5 separate regions of the Mus musculus genome follow, and all the other regions are linked to region 1. The links are chromatin contacts, called in public HiChIP or PLAC-seq and promoter capture Hi-C maps. All regions are on one chromosome and are shown on one strand. Each heading gives the region's core, a stretch centred on a gene start, on an enhancer-like site or on the middle of the called end of the contact. The rest is flanking DNA. Distances are from core to core; before and after follow the strand shown. Region 1 overlaps Gtf2ird1 (general transcription factor II I repeat domain-containing 1). Region 2 holds the start of Gtf2ird2 (GTF2I repeat domain containing 2). Region 3 overlaps Rcc1l (reculator of chromosome condensation 1 like). Region 4 overlaps Gtf2ird2 (GTF2I repeat domain containing 2). Region 5 holds the start of Ncf1 (neutrophil cytosolic factor 1).

Evidence for each region. HiChIP or PLAC-seq counts read pairs in DNA pulled down with a chosen protein or histone mark. Capture Hi-C pulls out chosen DNA fragments and counts their contacts.
Region 2: a contact with region 1 is called in an H3K27ac HiChIP or PLAC-seq map of double positive thymocytes, with 5 times the contacts expected there. The contact joins the promoter of Gtf2ird2 here to the enhancer-like site in region 1. A contact is called at or near these places in 19 of 39 promoter capture datasets (the C10 cell line, the HPC-7 cell line, HPC-7-derived erythroid cells and 12 more), 7 of 15 datasets of contacts at CTCF or cohesin (the G1E-ER4 cell line, embryonic stem cells, large pre-B cells and 2 more), 58 of 484 Hi-C or Micro-C datasets (the AtT-20 cell line, the Ba/F3 cell line, CD4 T cells and 30 more), 49 of 115 datasets of contacts at active chromatin or transcription factors (the 230-238 cell line, CD4 single positive thymocytes, DN3 thymocytes and 31 more) and 5 of 9 other capture datasets (adipose tissue, embryonic stem cells, liver and 2 more).
Region 3: a promoter capture Hi-C map of liver shows a contact between it and region 1. The contact joins two enhancer-like sites. A contact is called at or near these places in 2 of 115 datasets of contacts at active chromatin or transcription factors (both in embryonic stem cells) and 3 of 9 other capture datasets (adipose tissue, liver and pancreatic islet).
Region 4: a promoter capture Hi-C map of liver shows a contact between it and region 1. The contact joins two enhancer-like sites. A contact is called at or near these places in 5 of 39 promoter capture datasets (the 3T3-L1 cell line, hippocampal neurons, liver and 2 more), 4 of 484 Hi-C or Micro-C datasets (Sertoli cells, bone marrow-derived macrophages, cranial neural crest and 1 more), 4 of 115 datasets of contacts at active chromatin or transcription factors (bone marrow-derived macrophages, double positive thymocytes, embryonic stem cells and 1 more) and 3 of 9 other capture datasets (adipose tissue, liver and pancreatic islet).
Region 5: a contact with region 1 is called in an H3K4me3 HiChIP or PLAC-seq map of bone marrow-derived macrophages, with 3 times the contacts expected there. The contact joins the promoter of Ncf1 here to the enhancer-like site in region 1. A contact is called at or near these places in 9 of 39 promoter capture datasets (the 3T3-L1 cell line, the C10 cell line, cranial neural crest and 6 more), 3 of 484 Hi-C or Micro-C datasets (Sertoli cells, double positive thymocytes and embryonic stem cells), 4 of 115 datasets of contacts at active chromatin or transcription factors (bone marrow-derived macrophages, double positive thymocytes and embryonic stem cells) and 3 of 9 other capture datasets (adipose tissue, liver and pancreatic islet).

Annotation. Positions count from the first base shown.
Region 1 is chr5:134,372,566-134,376,143 of GRCm38.p6, reverse strand. It overlaps Gtf2ird1 (general transcription factor II I repeat domain-containing 1), which reads left to right. Exons shown (of 30, transcript NM_001081464.2): 22 at 9-37. Among named protein-coding and RNA genes, the nearest start is that of Gm46925, 26 kb to the right of the region's middle. Within about 2 kb of position 1,458, at least 60 of the 459 cell types and tissues checked have an H3K27ac peak or open chromatin away from gene starts, as enhancers often do. A contact at or near this core is called in CD8 T cells, the HPC-7 cell line, adipose tissue and 7 more, where this site is marked.
Region 2 is chr5:134,181,980-134,185,496 of GRCm38.p6, reverse strand. It overlaps Gtf2ird2 (GTF2I repeat domain containing 2), which reads right to left and starts at 1,459. Exons shown (of 16, transcript NM_053266.1): 1 at 1,239-1,459.
Region 3 is chr5:134,154,965-134,158,576 of GRCm38.p6, reverse strand. It overlaps Rcc1l (reculator of chromosome condensation 1 like), which reads left to right. Exons shown (of 11, transcript NM_033572.2): 8 at 899-986; 9 at 2,664-2,837. Among named protein-coding and RNA genes, the nearest start is that of Rcc1l, 20 kb to the left of the region's middle. Within about 2 kb of position 2,331, at least 7 of the 459 cell types and tissues checked have an H3K27ac peak or open chromatin away from gene starts, as enhancers often do. A contact at or near this core is called in liver, where this site is marked.
Region 4 is chr5:134,208,809-134,212,319 of GRCm38.p6, reverse strand. It overlaps Gtf2ird2 (GTF2I repeat domain containing 2), which reads right to left. Exons shown (of 16, transcript NM_053266.1): 11 at 3,378-3,440; 12 at 1,045-1,122. Among named protein-coding and RNA genes, the nearest start is that of Ncf1, 19 kb to the left of the region's middle. Within about 2 kb of position 2,224, at least 17 of the 459 cell types and tissues checked have an H3K27ac peak or open chromatin away from gene starts, as enhancers often do. A contact at or near this core is called in liver and microglia, where this site is marked.
Region 5 is chr5:134,228,152-134,231,622 of GRCm38.p6, reverse strand. Ncf1 (neutrophil cytosolic factor 1) reads left to right here and starts at 1,998. Exons shown (of 11, transcript NM_010876.4): 1 at 1,998-2,127; 2 at 3,468-3,471. The coding sequence starts at 2,056.

The sequences.
Region 1 (3,578 bases), core at 209-2,708:
CCTTCCAGGCCATTCCAAGGACTTATCCCAAAGCCTGGTAAGTGGTACTTCTGGGGGTTTGGGAGGTACTTGGTATTAGGGGTGGGGGTTTGTGCACAGTTCTGGAAATTCAAAACCTTCATGGGAGACACCTGCCTGGCTCAGGCGCAGGACCAGGGTACTACCCTGCTGTTCCTGCAACTCCCTTTGCGTCTGCCTCCGGTTGATGGAGAAAGGCTGCAGAATCCCTGGTCTTAAGACCCAGAGACCCCGTTGAGATAACATTGGAACCACGGGCTTCACCCAGTCAGTCCCATGACCTCCGGGAGACCTGGCTAACTCAGGAAATGGGGAAAATTGATGGCAAATGTATTTGAATGTTGTCATAGGGTACAGGGAGCTTGGTGGTAATATGTGAGGCATTGGGGAGCTAGGAAGATAACATAGTCTATAAAGTATTTGCTGTGCAAACAAGAGAACCTGAGTTTAATCCCAGGAACCCACATTTAAAAAAATCTGTGTAGGGGTGGATGGGATGGGGGGGGGGGAGAAAACACAGCTGTGCTTTGTGGTGCAGTTTGTAATCCTGTTTGGAGGAGGTGGAGCTTTGCAAATTGCTAGGGCTCACTGAGCAGCCTGCCTGGTCTATTCAGCAAGTTAGCTCCAGGTCAGTGAGAGACCATCTCAAATGAACAAAAGAAAAAAAGCTGAGCATAGTGGCCCACCTGGGAGGCAGAATTTGAGGTTTGCTTGTCTACAAAATGAATTCTAGGACAGCCTGGCGCTACACAGAGAAACATTGTTTCAAAAAACAAAAGCTAGAGAGCTCCTCTGGAATCCCCAGTGAAAGGCTGGTGAGTGGCTCAGTGGTAGAGCCCCTGCCTAGAATCCCCCAGTGAGGGGCTGGGGGCGTGGCTCAGTGGTAGAGCCCCTGCCTAGAATCCCCCAGTGAGGGGCTGGGGGCGTGGCTCAGTGGTAGAGCCCCTGCCTAGAATCCCCCAGGGAGGGGCTGGGGGTGTGGCTCAGTGGTAGAGCCCCTGCCTAGAATCCCCCAGTGAGGGGCTGGGGGCATGGCTAAATCAAGCTTGCTAAGATTTCGTGTATTTCACCAAGCCTGGTTTATGAGGTACTGGGGCTGGAACCAGGGCTTTATGCACTCTAGACAAGAACCTATCAAATCAAGTATATCCTTAGCCCCCAAGACCCCATCTTGAAAAAAAAAAGTAAACAAAACAAACAAAAGAAGCCCCTGGCCTCATTTTTACCTGCTGCAGCAGCTAACTGGGTGGACTCTAGGATCCTGGTGCCCACTGTGGAGAGAGCCCTGGGTGGGACCAGAGGCTGGACCAGAGCTGGCAGTCAGACCATGAGGGAAATGAGTACTTCCTCAGGAAGGAAGCTGGGGACAAGGCAGTACTTGTGAACACAGAGGGCTGCCTTTCCACCAATGAGAGATCCAGAAAGTCCCTTCTTTGGGACTGACCCTAGCTCAGCCTGTCTGCCCTCCACCCCAGCTCTTGAGTTAGTTTGTAAACATGGGCCTCTTGGACCCTGGCTGATGATAGCCTAAAGTCAGACCCTAGCCAGTTGCCACCCCTGACACAAGTGATTATCTAAGCTGATGTCACTGCTGGGTGCTTCTGCTCCTGTCCCTCTGGGGTCCAGGAAGTATGGCTAGACCTCCAGCCTCGGTAGGAACCCAGTATATAAGTCAGCCAATCCCCCTACAGCCCCCATGGCTCTCCCTGGCCTCCAAACGCACTCGTTTTGGGGACAGCGTCCTGATATGTATCCCAGACTGGCCTCAAATTTGTGGCCTTTCTGCCTCAGCTTCCAGAGCGTTGAAGTTACAGTAGTGGGCCACCACTCTGGGATCGGTTACCTTCTCCCAGGAGGAAACATAGACTCAAGAGAGTTGAAGGAAATTTCTCGAAGTCACAGAGCATTTGCCTAGCCTGGCTGAGATTTGAAAGGAAAAGACTTCCCTACTTGCAGGAGCTAAGTTGTACCTTAATGTGCTAAATCTGATTCTGCTGAGTGTCTCTCTGTCGCCCCCTCCTGACCACTAGGTGCAATGACATGGGTCCTATGGTCCTATCTGTAACCTCCCTTTTTTACAAATTCCCAGTTTAAACTGGTTTATTTACTTGATGGATAGGGTTTGATATTAGGATTTTTTACTTATGTTCGTTATGTTTTTTCTAGACAGGGTTTTTCTGTGTAACCCTGGCTTTCTTGGAACTTGTTCTGTTTACCAGGCTGGTCTTGAACTTATAGAGATCTGCTTGTCTCTGGCTCCAGAGTACTAGGATTAAAGTCATGAGCCACTAGCATCTGGTTTTAGAATTTTGAGTGAGTGTGTGCGTGAGTGGGGGGAGTGTGCCTCTGTGTGTGTGTATGTGTGTGTGTGTGTGTGTGTTTATGTACAGAGGCCAGAGAGCAACCCTAGATGTTGGTCCTGTGGAGCTGCCCTATTAAATGTATTATTATTTTTATTTTATTTTATTTTTTTAAAGATAGTATCTCTCACTGGCCTGAAGCTAGGCTGACCAACTAGTCCCAGGCATCCTTCTGTATCTGCCTCTCTGGTGATGGGATTACAATTTCACACTATCGTTCATAACTTTTAATCGAGGGGGTGGGGGAGAGGTAGGGAAAAGAATTGTTTGTGAGTGCAATTCCTTTAGAGACCAGAAGATGTCACCAGATCCCCTGCTGCTGGAGTTTCAGTTTTGAGCTGCCTGGCACAGGCCCTGAGAACTGAACTCAGGTCCTCTCAAAGAACAGTGAGCATTCTAAACCACTGAGCCATCTCTCCAGCCCTAAGCCTTGCTTTAAAAAAAAAAAAAGAATTACTACATAGTGTGTGTATGTGTGTGTGTGTGTGTATGTATACACCCAGGTCTTCAACCTTAGAGGCAGGAAGGTGTTTTTACCATCTGAGCTACTTGGCTGGCTTCAGGCCCTGCTTTTACAGAGGATGTGGGGCTCAGATCTTATGTTTCCAAGCTAAACACTTTACCCACTCAGCTTTTGTCTGTTGTGGTTATTGCTGCTGTGTTTTGGGGGGGGGGGGATTCTTTATCTGTTTGTTTCACCTGCACGTGTTTATGCGCACCATGTGTGCCTGGTGTCTGTGGAGGCCAGAGAACTAGAGATGTAGGTGGTTGTAAGCCACAATGAATGCTGGGAACCGAACCTTGTTCTTTTGCAAGAGCAACCATCGCTCTTGAACCACTGAGCCATCTCTCTACCCCCACCCCAAGCCCAGTTTCTTCTTTTTTAAAAAAATATTTATTTATCTATTTATGTATTTAATGTATTCGAGTACACTGTGGCTGTCTTCAGACACACCAGAAGAGGGCATCAGATCCCATTACAGATGATTAGAGCCACCATGTGGTTGCTGAGAATTGAACTCAGGGGCTCTGGAAAAACAGTCGGTACTCTTAACCTCTGAGCCCTTAATCTCTCCAGTCCCCCAGTTTCTTCCTTGAAAAAGAAAAAGGTTCTTTTTTGTGAAGTAGACCAGGCCAACCTGGAACTTGGTGGAGTTTAGCTGAGAATCATCTGGTTTTTTGTTTTTGGTTTGTTTTTGG
Region 2 (3,517 bases), core at 210-2,709, 190 kb after region 1:
AAGCTCTTAACTGCCATCTCTTCAGCCGCCTCCCTTCCATTTTCTTTCTTTCTTTTATCCTGTAACTCTCTGAAATCCTCCTGCCTCAGTATCCCCAGTGCTGGGCTGACAGACACATTTGAGTTACCACACTAGGCTTGAGTTCTGTTATTTTGTTTTTATTTTACTTTGGAAGGAATTCTTTTTCTGACTTGCATTGTATTTTAAAGGATGAGTTTTCCTGTATCTCAATAAAGCGGCTATAATTTATTTAGTGACAAGGTCCCACTGTGTAGCCCCAGCAGGCCTGGAACTTGCTATATATAGGCAGTCCTTGAACTCTCAGATCCATTTGAAGGCCACCGTTGCCGGCTCATTCTGGTTCTCTGTGCTGAAATAAGTACATTCTAGAATAATGTTTTGGGTGCAATAGGTTAAATACATTACTATAGTGAATTTTAATTTGTAAAAATTTACTTTAAATTTTAAAGTTACTAAACATTTTAAACGTTTTAAAATAAATTAAAATTTTTTTGAGCCAGGCGATGGTGGCGCACACCTTCAATCCCAACACTTGGGAGGCAGAGGCAGGCGGATTTCTGAGTTTGAGGCCAGCCTGGTCTACAGAGTGAGTTCCAGGACAGCCAGGGCTACACAGAGAAACCCTGTCTGGAAAAAAAAATTTTTTTTTTGATTGTTGTACTAGTTGTTATGGCCATAGGCCACCTTGTACTCTCAACCAGACCAGACACAAGCCACATTTTGGAGGCTGGGCCCTTTCTTCCGTTCTCTTCATCGACCTAAACCACTGGCTGCCACAAACACCAAACGCCCCCATAATCCTGGAGCCAACAAGCAAAGCCAGCCGCCGAAGGTGGAGCCAGAGCGCCGTTGCTAGGCAACCGCGATGGCCCCGCCCCTTCCCCTAACCAATCAAGGGTTTCTAAACACAGCGCAGGTACGTCAGGTGGCGCGTGACCTCGGCACGCACCGGGCGCAGCTTTCCCCGCCTCCTCGCCCCGTCACAACCAATCGAAAGCGAGATTTTGGTGCGCGCCTGGCGTGCGAAAGTCGCCTAACCCCACGTCTTCCCCGCCCCGCCCCCCACTCTTCACGGCCCGATCGCGGTAGGGAAAATGGGGGTCGGCGCTGACCACCGGGCGCCCGAAGGTCCCGCCACGCACCCCGAGAGATCGCTCTGCCCCGGCGGGGACTCCCGGAAGCGGAAGTTGTGAGGGAAGCGGCGGCGGGATACGCACCTGAGGGCCCTGCTTTGCGGGCCGCGCCGGGGGTCTGGAGCCTGGCTTGCGCGTGCGCAGCGGCTCTGCGCCGGCGACCGCAGCTCGGGGGCCGCGGGCGCCTCCTCTCCGCTCCCTTCCTGTTTTTCGTTTTTATTATTTTTTCTCCCTCTTTTTTATTTTATTTTTTGTCTTTGTTTGCTTCCTGGAAGGAAGGTCGGCTTCCCGCGCGTGGCCGAAGCACCCCCGGTGGGGACGGCCACTTCCGGTGCGCTGCAGGACGGCTTCCGCGAGGCCGCCGGCCGGGCTGCGTGGCGTGCACGTGGCTTCGCGCCTTCCCTGGATGTGCATGGCCGTTCTGGATAGATAGAGATATTTTAAAATGTGGTTGTGCGTGCACGTGGAAGCGGAGAGGTCACCCCACGTGTTACTCAGGCACCCACTCCCCCCACCCCCCGCGACAGAGTTTTTCTTGTAGCCCTGGCTAGCCTGCGTTGTAGACCAGGCTGGCCTCGGACTCAGAGTCCACTGCCTCTGCTTCCCGAGTGCTGGGATTAAAGGCGTGCGCCATCACACCACCTACCTTTTAGGACATTGCATTTCCTTTAAAACTAATTTTTGTGCCTGTGTCAGTTCTATGTTCTTGTGTTTGCGTGGCTGCATGTCTCGGGAGCTATTCGTAAAGCACCATCTGTTGTAAGTATTTTGCCACCCTGTTTATATGCACCACGGGGAGGCCAGAAGAGGTCACAGTATCCCCTGGACCAGGAGTTTCAGACGGTATGGATGCGGGAACTGATCAAGTGTTCTTAACCACGGAGCCATCCCTCCAGCCCCACTTTACAAGGGTTCCAGTTTTATTTGTTTGTTTGCTTTAAAATATACTGGAAAGGGGGTTGGAGCAGTGGCTCAGCTGTTAAGAGCTGATAAGTGTGCTTTCAGAAGACCAGTGTCTGTGTCAAGCACAGCACACGTGCCTGTAACTCGCATTTCCAAAGGATTGGAATCCTTTGGCCTCTGTATGCACCCACACCCGCTTAAAAAAAATAAAATATTTAAAAAATACTTTTAAAGATTTGTTGCTTGGTGTACATGCCATTAATACTAGCATTCACAAGGAAGAAATAGGCAAATCTCTCTGAGTTTGAGGCCAGCCATGACTACATATAAGATCCTGTCCCAAAATAAAATGAGAACACTTTGTTCATATCAGGAAAGGCTGTGTAGCTTCCGACATAGTTTGTATTTGCTCGTGTTCTTGAGCTGGCTCCAATAAATCCTTTCCTCCCAGGTCACAAGTGGGTCACTGATTGCTAGATCCTATGGTGTTCGTCCAGCCTGAAAATCTCTTGCTCTGGCTACTTGTCAAAATCAGGTCACTCACCCTTGCAATGTGGCCTTTTAGGGCACAGTGCTTGGTGGCTGTTCTGGCTCCCACTCAATCTCCTTTCTTCCCACTCTCAGATTGCCATGACGTTTCCTACTTTCTGTCTCCAAGCTCTGCTGTCTGCCCTCAGTCCTTGACTTACTTAGTTTTAGGATTATTAAATAACATTTCCGTGTTGGGTGGTAGTACAGGCCATTAATCCCAGCACTCTGGAGGCAAAGGCAGGGGGATCTCAGAGTTCAAGGCCAGCATGGTCTACAGAATAAGTTCCTCGATAGCCAAAGATATGCAGAGAAACCCTGTCTCAAAAAGCATAACAATAACAACAAAACAAAAAAAAAAAGGCCCCCAAAACATTTACAGGATTTACAGGTCTTCAGTCTAGACCAGTCCTCTGAACTGGAGATCTGTGTAGCCAGAGTCTGTTTTGAAATCTCCACTCTCGAGATGACCAGCCTCAGGAGGACAACATGGCGCACCCTCTCCCTAGTCTTCTCCTCCTCCCTATCTCAAGGTCACAGGTTTCAGCCTACAATACTCGGATCCCATGGGATGGGAGCAGGTGCTGGAGGGCCTGCTTCATTTCCTGACAGGAAGCAGAGGAAGGAAGAGGGAGGGAGAGGGGGAGGAGAAAGGAGGGAAAGGAAAGGCAAGGCAAGAAAAAAGAAGAGACTTAGAGCTACATCATCAGTGAGCCACTTCCTCCAGCTAGGTCCTGAAATTTCCAGAGCACCCCAAATAGGGTAATCAGCTGGGGTTCACGTTTTCAATATATGGACTGGGGAGGACACTACCCCGACCATAATAGCTGGTTGAATTTTCCTCCCTCCACCACCCCCTGCCCCTCCCCCCTCTTCCTTCCTTCCTTCCTTCCTTCCTTCCTTCCTTCCTTCCTTTCTTTCTTTCTTTCTTT
Region 3 (3,612 bases), core at 1,082-3,581, 220 kb after region 1:
CTTGGCTTCCCTGCTAGTTGTCTTTGTCTGTTTAAGGATTTGTGTGTATGTGCAGTGTCTGCGTGGGTCTGTGCGTGTGAGTGTAGGGAAGAGAGCGTCAGAGTCCCTGGAGCTAGTTATAGGTAGTGGTGAGCTGCCAGATGTGGGTTCTGGAAACTAAACTTGGGTGATCGGAAAAAGCAACAATACTCTTAAAAACCATCTTTTTCCTCTTTTTCTTTTCTTTTGAGACTGGGTCTCACTATGTAGCCTTAATGGGTCTAGAACTTTGTTATGTAGACCAGATTGGCCTTGAACTCACAGAAATCTGCCTGTCTCTGCATCCTGAGTGTAGGGCTTAAAAAAAAAAAGTGCTTACATCCTTCCCCCACCCCCACCCTCTCCTCTCTTAAAGGGCAGTGGGCAGAGATTTAATTCATAACACTGACTGGCCTGGGACTCTATTTAGACCAGGGTCTCAAACTCACAGAGAGCCTGTGCCTCTGCCTCCTGTGCTGGGATGAAACGTATGAGCCAGCGCACCTCTTACCATAGGCTGTGATTTTCCTGTTCCTTTGTCATAGCTCTTCCCACTGGAGGATGCGCCCTTCTTCCATTGCCTAGCTACCTCTACTTACCCTTCAGAGCTTAGGAAAAGTGACACACACCTTCCCCTCCCCCAAAGCCCCTCTGCACTTTGATATAACAAGGTGCTGAGTTTGGTCACCTTCTGCCTCACAAAGAGGGGCCTCTCTGGCTCCCTTCTGTGTCCCAAGCCCTTCTTAGGAAGCTTGGTGAGCAAGAGATGCTGGGGAGAGCTCTGTGAGGTTAGTGAGTGAGCTGCGACCCCAGCCAAGGGCTCTTTCTGCTTCTGGCTAGTCTGTTGTCCTAAGCGTGCCCACCCTTGTCTTTGGTGCAGGTGAATGTCCCTCGGTGCCTGCCTTTCTCTGGAGTAGGCAAGGTGAAGCAGGTGGCTTGTGGTGGCACAGGCTGTGCTGTACTGAACGGTAAGAGCCACTTCTTGGCAGCTCTGTGGGAAGCCTGCAGACGGGAGTGTGGCTGTGGGACCCTGTAGTAGTTCAGTGACTCAGGTCGGGGTGATCTCCCAGCAGGTCCGTAGCTCATGAGATAGGTGTATAGACAACCACAGGGCTCCGTCATTTTTATAGCAGATGTCTCTGGATCCTGGAGCTGGGGATCAGACCCAGGCCCCTATGCACACTATGGGGAGTCTAGGCAGATGCTCTACCCCTTAGCCACATGCCCAGGCTCTCATGCATGAAAAATCTGCTGTTACTGGGCTCTACCCCTAGCAGCAGAATTGTACCTGTTATAGCCAGGGCTGCAGAGAGCTCAGTGGTAAGGCACTGATGCTAGGAGAGCCAGGCATTGTCCAGAGCACTGTGCCAAAGACAACAGAAAACCCAAACCCAAAACCAAACCGAACCAAACCAATATATCAATAATGGTGGAGGGGTGGTAAGAAGACAGGAAAGAAGGGGAAAGGAAAGAAAAGGAAGCCTGGTGCGCACTCAGGGGCTGAGGCAGAGGATTGTCAGTTCCTGACCAGCATGGACTGCAGAGCAAGGCTGTGTCTTAATACAAAACACCTGGAGTTTCAGGGAGTCCAGTGGTTAAGGGCACGTGTTCTTGTAGGAGACCCAGGTTCGATTCCCGGCACCCACATGGCAGTTCACAACCATCCATAACTCTAGTCCAGGGAGTTTGATACCCTCTCTTAACCTCCTCGGGCATCAGGCACCCATGTGATGCACAGATACACATTTGAGCAGAAGACTCACACACATAAAATGAATCTTAAAAAACAAGACCAAAAAAGGCCTAAAACAAAACCCCAAACTTCTGCTCCCCCAAAAGAAAGTTAAAAAGTATTTCTAAAAGTCTTAAGAATCTGGTTGGGGGCTGGAGAGATGGCTCAGCAGTTAGCACCGACTGCTCTTCTGAAGGTCCTGAGCTCAAATCCTAGTAACCACATGGTGGCTCACAACCATCCCTAACAAGATCTGATGACCTCTTCTGGAGTGTCTGAAGACAGATGCAGTATACTTACATATAATAAATAAATCTTTAAAAAAAAAAAAAATCTGGTTGGAAGCTGGGCGTAGTGGTGCATGCCTTTAATCCCAGCACTTGGGAGGCAGAGGCCGGCAGATTTTTGAGTACAAGGCCAACCTGGTCTACAGAGTGAGTTCAAGGACAGCCAAGGCTACACAGAGAAACCCTGTCTCGGAAAAAAAAAAAAAAAAAAAAAAAAAGATTTTGTTTGGAATGGCTTGTTTCTGGCATGGCTCTCTGATCAATGTGAAATTTGGAACTGTCATTAGGGACAGTGTCCACGTTTTTATGTGCGCAGTGTGTTTTATGCATACCCTTCCCCCATCCCCCTCAACAAGTGGGTTGCTTCTGCTCTGAGACTGGCTTCCTCCCTAGTCAGACTCAGAGTGGGTCTCAGTGTTCCAAGGTGACCTTCAGGCGTCCACCGCCTGAGTTCAGGGATTACAGGCGTGCTCCATTCTGTCTGGTTTCTGCAGTCTGTGGACAGCACCAAGGGCTTTGTGCATGCTGGGCAGGCATGCTATCCCTGAACCCAGCCCCTGTAGATTTTATGGCAAGGGAGGGCTCTGCTTGGCTTGACTCACAACCACTGTTTTGTTGTAACACAGCGGAGGGACATGTTTTCGTCTGGGGCTATGGAATTCTTGGGAAAGGACCAAAGCTCTTGGAAACGGCAATTCCAGAAATGATTCCACCCACGCTCTTTGGTTTGACGGAGTTTAACCCTGAAGTCCAGGTTTCCCAGATCCGATGTGGGCTTAGCCACTTTGCCGCACTCACCAGTAAGTTACTGGCTGGACAGCCAGGCCAAAATCTGTTCCTTCTTAAACTGGAATAGCTCTCAACTTCTGTCATCAAACTACATCCATTTATAGTCATCCATCCATCCATCCATCCATCCAATAGGCTTATGTCTTCACAGGATAAGTGAAGAGGGAGGCCACGGCAGAGGTAGCCCAGTTTGTATCATACAGCACACACCTTTAATGCTGCCACTGTGGTTGGGTCTTTGGTTTGTGGTGAGGCCTGTGCTGCAGTGATCTCACAGGAGGCACCTGTTTGGGGGTGGTGGGTGGGGAGAAGGGTTTAGTGAGTGCTGGTGAGAACCAGGAGAGGTCTGGGCTGTGCCTGGACAGGTGATGCAGAAGTGGGTGGCAAGTGGCCCACCTTACAGACCCTCCAGCGTGCTGGGGCGAGATGACCACAGCGCTGGCAGGCTTTTGGCTCTTGAAGGCTGGGCAGGTTGTAGAGCCATGAAATACCAAATTGTTCCCCAAGAACCTGGACCCCGGCCTTCCACACATTCCAGGTTCAGTGTCTTGGTTCAGCCTGCTCTGCAGTCCCTGGACAGCACAGTTGCATGTGCATGTCACATGGACATTCCCAGGGCGCTTCTGCTTCCTTGCCATTCAGAAGTCCTTGCGAGAAAGGCATACATTTCCCTTTTTCTTGACACCAGAGCCTAAATTTGCCCTTTTTTGGGTACTTTTAGTCTGTCATGTTACTGACCTCTATGCCTACTCAAATGGCATGGCTCCTTTTCACTCCTAAGCTCTA
Region 4 (3,511 bases), core at 975-3,474, 160 kb after region 1:
TTCAATACTTTAAAATTATTTTTTTTTTTTAATTAAAATTTTGTTTGGTTTGGTTCCTTGCTTTTTTTGTTTGGTTGGGTTTTTTTGTTTGTTTGTTTTTTGTTTTGTTTGTTTGTTTGTTTTCGAGACAGGGTTTCTCTGTGTAGCCCTGGCTGTCCTGGAACTCACTTTGTAGACCAGGCTGGCCTCGAACTCAGAAATTTGCCTGCCTCTGCCTCCCGAGTGCTGGGATTAAAGGCGTGCGCCACCACGCCTGGTGGTTTCCTGCTTTTTCAAGACAAGGTTTCTCTGTGCAGCCCTGGCTGTGCTGGAACTTGATCTGTAGACCAGGGTGAGATCTGCCTGCCTCTGCCTCCCGAGTGCTGGGGTTTAATGCATGCACCACCATATCCAGCTCTAATTAAAAACATTCTTTTAAAAGCTTGGTGTGGTGGTCCATACCTCTCAGCACTCAGGAAGCAGAAGCAGGCAGATCTCTGTATTAGAGGCCAGCCTGTCTACACAGTGAGTTCCAGGCCAGCCAGGGATACAGAGTGGGACCCTGTCTTAAAACTTAAATAAGTAATCTTTAAAGAGTGGCTCAGGGGGCCTCTGAAGAGCTGGCTCAGTAGCTAAGAGCACTTGCTGCTCTTGCAAAGGTCCTGTTTCCTTTCCAGCGCATGCATCTTACCCTTCCAATCTGAACTTGATGGGCACTAGGCACTGCATAGTGCACACACACACACACAGACAAAACTCATACCCAGGAAACAAAGTAAATCACGACAAATTAAAAATAAATACAGCTGGGTGGTGGTACATGTCTCGAATCCCAGCACTCGGGAGGCAGAGGCAGGCCAATCTCTGAGTTCAAGGCCAGCCTGGTCTGCAGAGCCAGTTTCAGGGCAGCTTCAAGGGATCTTGTGCCCTCTTCTGGGTACCACACTCACAGCACTCACATGGCAGACGCTTGGACACACATACACACCTAAATAAAGGAAAACAAACTTTACAAAAAAGAAAACTGTGATTCAAATGATGAAGACATTAAGTGGATGTCCCCACCTGCGACTGTCACCTGTATGATCCTAAGGTCTTCAACACCTGCTGCAGAGTTTACAAGGTTGGATGGACTTGCATTTCCTTGAGAGCAAACAGAAAGAGTCAGAGTGACCAGAAAATCTGCAAGTCTCTAAAATATACCCAAGTGTTACATAAGGAGAAGTGCAGCCTGGATACTGCCTCCCTATCCCCACCCCTGTGTGCGGTGTTGAAAGATGGTTGACCTTCAAGGTCAATCTGGCTGGACATGTCTGTGAGGGTGCTTCCAGAGTGTACACTGAGGAGAGAAGTCTCAACCTGATGTTGGGGCTCCACCCCATGCTCTGGGGGCCCAGACTGAACAAAAAGAAGAAAGAAAGTTGAGCACCAGCATCAATCTGTCTGCTTCCTGACTGTGGATACAATGTGATCAGCTGCCTCCAGCTCTGGCTACCGTGCAGTGTCTGCTACGCTGGGAAAGACTGTCTCCCCTCCTCTTTTAAGTTGCTGATGTTCTTAGAAAAAAATGTCTTTTCATTTATGTGTATGAGTGTGTGTCTATGTTGGGATGCAAGCATGTAAGCACACAGAGGCCAGAAGAAGCTGGAGTTAGAGGCAGTTGGGAGCCACACGAGATGGGAGCTGGCTGGGAACTAAATTTGGGTCCTCCAGAAGATCAACAACATTGTTCTCAATGGCTAAGCCATTTCTTCAGTCTCTTTGGTTTGTGTTTGTGTTTTTGTTTTTTTCAAGATATGGTTTCTCTGTGAAGTCCTGGCTGTCCTATAGGCCAGGCTGGCCTTGAGCTCAGACATCTTCCTGCCTCTGACTCCTAAGTGCTGGGGTTACAGGTGTGCGCCACCACCGCCCTGCAGTCTCATTAATTCAGTACTTTGTTGCAACATTGTGACAGCTGTTAATGTGCCAGATGGATGGCATCCTCTGACCCTGTACTCTGCGGCTGAACAGGATGATCATCAGGGAGAGGGAGGCCTGAGATTCCTTACATCCAGCTGAAGAGCTGTAGTGAACTGAAAAGCACTGCTTCTGAGGAAGTCCACGTGACTACAGAAAAAGAGACAGTGCACTGGACATCACTCAACTTGGCTCTTGACTCGCCTTCCTCGGCAAGCTGGGATAGACAGGTCAGGAGTTAATCTCTCTTCCTGTCTGCTCGGCTGATTTGGAGGGATGTTTACTTTCACTGCACGCGCTGTGCTTTTGGCTCATTGGGTGTATTTGCTCAGTTCTTAGAGGTGCCCCGTGAAGCCTGCTTTCTAACCCCCACTGCCAAAGGCTTCCTTTGACTGGGAGAACTCCGCCTCTAGCTTGCAATGAGGGTTGCTCTAGCTTGTGCTCTAGCTTGGCAATGAGAATTGGTTTGGAGAAAGCCCCAGACAAGACACTTGTGCAAGGTCCTCCGCCGTATCGTACAAGGCCTTCTGAGTGAGTGTTAGGCTAGCCCATTTCTGCTTAATAAAGTACATGGTGACATCTTCAAAAACAATTGATTGTTGCGGCCCACCCAATAAGGAGACAGCTGCCATCATTAAACCTTTTACTCTCGTTGCAAAGGTGAAACTATCAGGACCCAGGGCTCCAAGTGGCCTTGCTGGCTTTTCATAAATAGAGGATGTGGACACCATACTGTGTCCCCCACCAACCAAACCCTCAAATTAATTCTAACTGTGGCTAAAGAGAGGGCTAATTCTATTTCTATTTGAGGGCCAGTGAGGTGGCTCAGTGGGAAAAGGTACGTTTTCTGCAAAGCTGGTGGCCTGAGTTCGGTCCCCAGGACCCATCTCAAGGTGGAAGGAAGGAGAGAAGTGACTCCACAAAGATGTCCTCTGACTCCTCCATGCATCGAGACATGGTCATCTGTCTTAGTTACTTTTGTGTTGCTATGATAAGAAACCATTGCCAAGGCACCTTATAGAAGGCGGAGTTTACTAGGCTTATGGTTCCAGAGGGTTAGAGTCCATGACCCTTGTGGCAGAAGGCAAGCGGGCACAGTGCTAAAGCAGTAACTAAGAGCTCACATCGTGATCCATGAGCACAAGGCAGAGAGGGCTAACTGGAAATGGTGGGGCCTTTTGAAACCTCCAGGCTCACCTCTAGGGACACAGCTCCATCACCAAGGCCACACCTCCTAATCCTTCCCAAACAGTTCCATCAACTGGGGACCAAGCATTCACACATGGGAGCCTATGGCTCATTCTCATCCAACACATGCATGAATGTGAACATACACACACCGGTTCCAATCACCACCGTACAATAATCATTTCAGAAGTAGTGAGGGCTGCGTGGAAAGTCACCCTGACCATGTGACAATAACAAGCGTTTTGGTGACTCACCTTCCATTTTTACCTCAGTCTCGGGGTCCTCATTGGTCTCTAAAGCGACCATCCGAGTAGACTCTTAAAAAGAAAACATCTAAAATGACATTCATGATTGAGCAATCTCAGGCTCCCACAGTTTACTGCCCCCA
Region 5 (3,471 bases), core at 749-3,248, 150 kb after region 1:
CACCATCAGTCCAGCCCAGGACCCAGGCTCACTCCTCCCAGGAAATCCGTCTAGTCAGCTCAGGGTGAGGCTCTGCAAGAGAGGCCTGCTGACCGCGGCTTTTTGTCTCTTCTCCTCCAGTGTTGGTGACATTAGAGTCCTCCTCCACTGCTGGAATTAAAGACACTTGCCACCATGGCTGGCTCCCAAGTTCCCTTCCAGGCTGAGCTGTCTGAGAAGTCAAATTCTTCTATGAAGGGCTAGTACACGGTCAGATGTTGTCTTACCTATGTGGGTGTCTACTGATGTCTACACCTGCGTGCAGACATCATCTCTCCGGAGTCTCCTTGGTTTCTGAGACAGGGTCTACTGCTAACTTAAAACTCACCTGGAGACTAGGCTGGCTGGCCAGTGAGTCCCAGAGACCTCCTGACTCTACTTATTTAGTGTAGACACCAGAAGTTAGGCAGTGGTGGCACATGCCTTTAACTACAGCACTCAGGAGGCAGAGGCAGGTGCATTTCTGAGTTTGGGCCAGCCTGGTCTACAGAGTGAGTTCCAGGACACAGGGCTACACAGAGAAACTCTATCTGGGAAAAACGAAAAATAAAAAAGTACATACTTTCCAGGCTAAGGGAGGGCTCCGTGGCTGCGACTGCTTCTCTCTCTTGCAGAGGGATCTAACTTCAGTACCAAACATCAATGTCTGCTATTTCACAACTGCCTATAACTGCATCTACACACACACACAAACACACACACACAGAGGATTCTGAGCTTTTCTTTATTTTTTTAAAAAAGTTTTTTTTTTAAATGGTTTTTCGAGACAGGGTTTCTCTGTATAGCTCTGACTGTCCTGGAACTCACTTTGTAGACCAGGCTGGCCTCGAACTTAGAAATCCACCTGCCTCTGCCTCCCAAGTGCTGGGATTAAAGGTGTGTGCCACCACACCTGGCTTTTTAAAAAGATTTATGTATTTATTTTATGTATATGAGTACACTGTAGCTGTACAGATGGTTGTGAGCCTTCATGTGGTTGTTGGGAATTGAATTTAGGACCTCCCCTTGCTCAGGTCGGACCCTCTCACTTCAGATAACTCTTCTCTCTCCATCAGTCCCTGCTTTCTCCGCCCAAAGATTTATTTATTATTATACATTGCAGATGGTTGTGAGCCACCATGTGGTTGCTGGGATTTGAACTCAGGACCTTCAGAAGAAGAGCAGACAGTGCTCTTACCCACTGAGCCATCTCGCTGGCCCTAAACTTTTCTTTAATGTAGGTTCTAGAGATAGAACTCAGGTCCTCAGGCTTGTATGCCAAGGACTTTATCTGCGGAGCCATGTCCAGTCCTGGTCCTGTAAAGACAGGACTTCTAAAGTCAATCTCACGTAGGCCAGGCTATCTTCAAACTCATTATATAGCTGAAGCTGGCCTTGAACCCTTGATTCTCCTGCCTCTACCTCCCAAGGGCTGGGGTCACAGGCTTTTTTTTTTTTCCTGAGATAGGGTTTCTCTGTATAGCCCTGGCTGTCCTGGAACTCACTTTGTAGACCAGGCTGGCCTCGAACTCAGAAATCTGCCGGCCTCTGCCTGCCACCACACCCAGCTTTTTTTTTTTTAAGATTTATTTATTTATTTTATTAATCTGAGCATGCTGTAGCTGTCTTCAGACAACACCAGAAGAGGGCATCAGATCCCATTACAGATGGTTGTGAGCCACCATGTGATTGCTGGGAATTGAACTGAGAACCTCTGGAAGAGCAGTCAGTGCTCTTAAGCACTGCACCAGCTCTCCAGCCCCATGTTTGTTGGGGGTGGTTCAGAACTGTAGAGAGGCCCCAGTGCCTGGGTTGGGCCATGGTGTCGGTAGAACAGGTTTCTGTGCTTCAGGGCCCCTGGCTGCCCCACCACTCTGTTGAAGCTCAAAAATTCTCAGAAAGTGAAAGACTAAGTCTAAGAGCCTCCTGGGCCTTCCCCGCCCTTACCCCACAAGCAGCAGAAACCACTTCTTCTTTTTAGTGTATTTAAGGCCCAGCCCAGGCTATAGAGAGAAGTGTCCCTGTCACGGCCCAGCCATGGGGGACACCTTCATTCGCCATATTGCCCTGCTGGGCTTCGAGAAGCGCTTCATCCCCAGCCAGCACTATGTGAGTAGCCTAAGAGTGCCCTGCAGGAGCGCATAGTGGGGACAGTGCTATCACTCTGCTGCTACCCAAAAACCACCTGGACCAGGGAAGGAGATGAGAGGAAGGGAGACCAGGGAAGGATGTGAGGGGAAGGGGGACCAGGGGAGGATATGGGGGGAGGGGTCCAGGGGAGGATATGAGGGGGAGGGGGACCAAGGGAAGGATGTGAGAGGGAGGGGGATCAGGGGAGGATATGGGGGGAGGGAGAACAGGGGAAGGATATGGAGAGAGGGAGACCAGGGGAAGGATGTGAGAGGGAGGGGGGACCAGGGGAGGATATGGGGGGAGGGAGAACAGGGGAAGGATATGGGGAGGAGGGGTCCAGGGGAGGCTATGAGGGGGAGGGGGACCAAGGGAAGGATGTGAGAGGGAGGGGGACCAGGGAAGGATATGGGGGGAGGGAGAACAGGGGAAGGATATGGGAGGAGGGGTCCAGGGGAGGCTATGAGGGGGAGGGGGACCAAGGGAAGGATGTGAGGGGGAGGGGGACCAGGGGAAGATATACCTCCGTGGGGACCTCTCAGGCACAGGGCTTTCTTATCCTTGGGCTTCAGGCTTCTCTTGGGTGTTCACAAAGGACCCTGCCATGGTGAGCAGATACCCCTGTGCACCGTCCCAGCTGCCTCCCTCTCTGTCTTCACACTGAGCCCCCAAGCATGCCAGAGCTCAACCTTACCCTCTGTCCAGTGCCTAGGACCAAGGCTCATTCCTACCAGGAAACCTCCCTGTCTAGTCAGCTCCAGGAGTGGCCCTGCATGGCAGCCTGCGAGGCCTGGAAACTGTGGCTTTTTTTTCTCTCCTCTTCTATGATATTGGTTACTGAGTTTGGATCCCTAGTAGGGGACGATGTCTCCCGTTTGCCCTGGGGAGATGAGGTCGAGGAATATCTGCCCATATATCTAGACTCTATCACTGGGTCTGCTCGGCCCAAGGCAGGCCAGAGATGGTGCCGCCCAGCACTTGTAAGCTGTTTACCTGGGACCCTCAGCAGTTAAGAGCTAAGTCTCCCCTCCCTCCTCCCTCCCTCTCTAAATATAAATGTTCTGAATCATTCCACAACCAAAAGCCACACCAGAAGAGGGGACAGCGGTCACCCTGGGTGTTTCCTTCATGTCCTCCATCCCTCCCCTGGAGACAATCACAGGGGTATTTTTAGACAGAGTCTCACAATGTAGCAAAACCCCCAAAGATTGCCTCACCACAACCCCTCAGCCTTCCATCCAAGGCTAAAAAGGCAGCCCAGGGGCACAGCATGGTCCTCGTGGGTGCTGAGTGCCCCTCTCGGCTCTAATGCCCCTCAGGTGT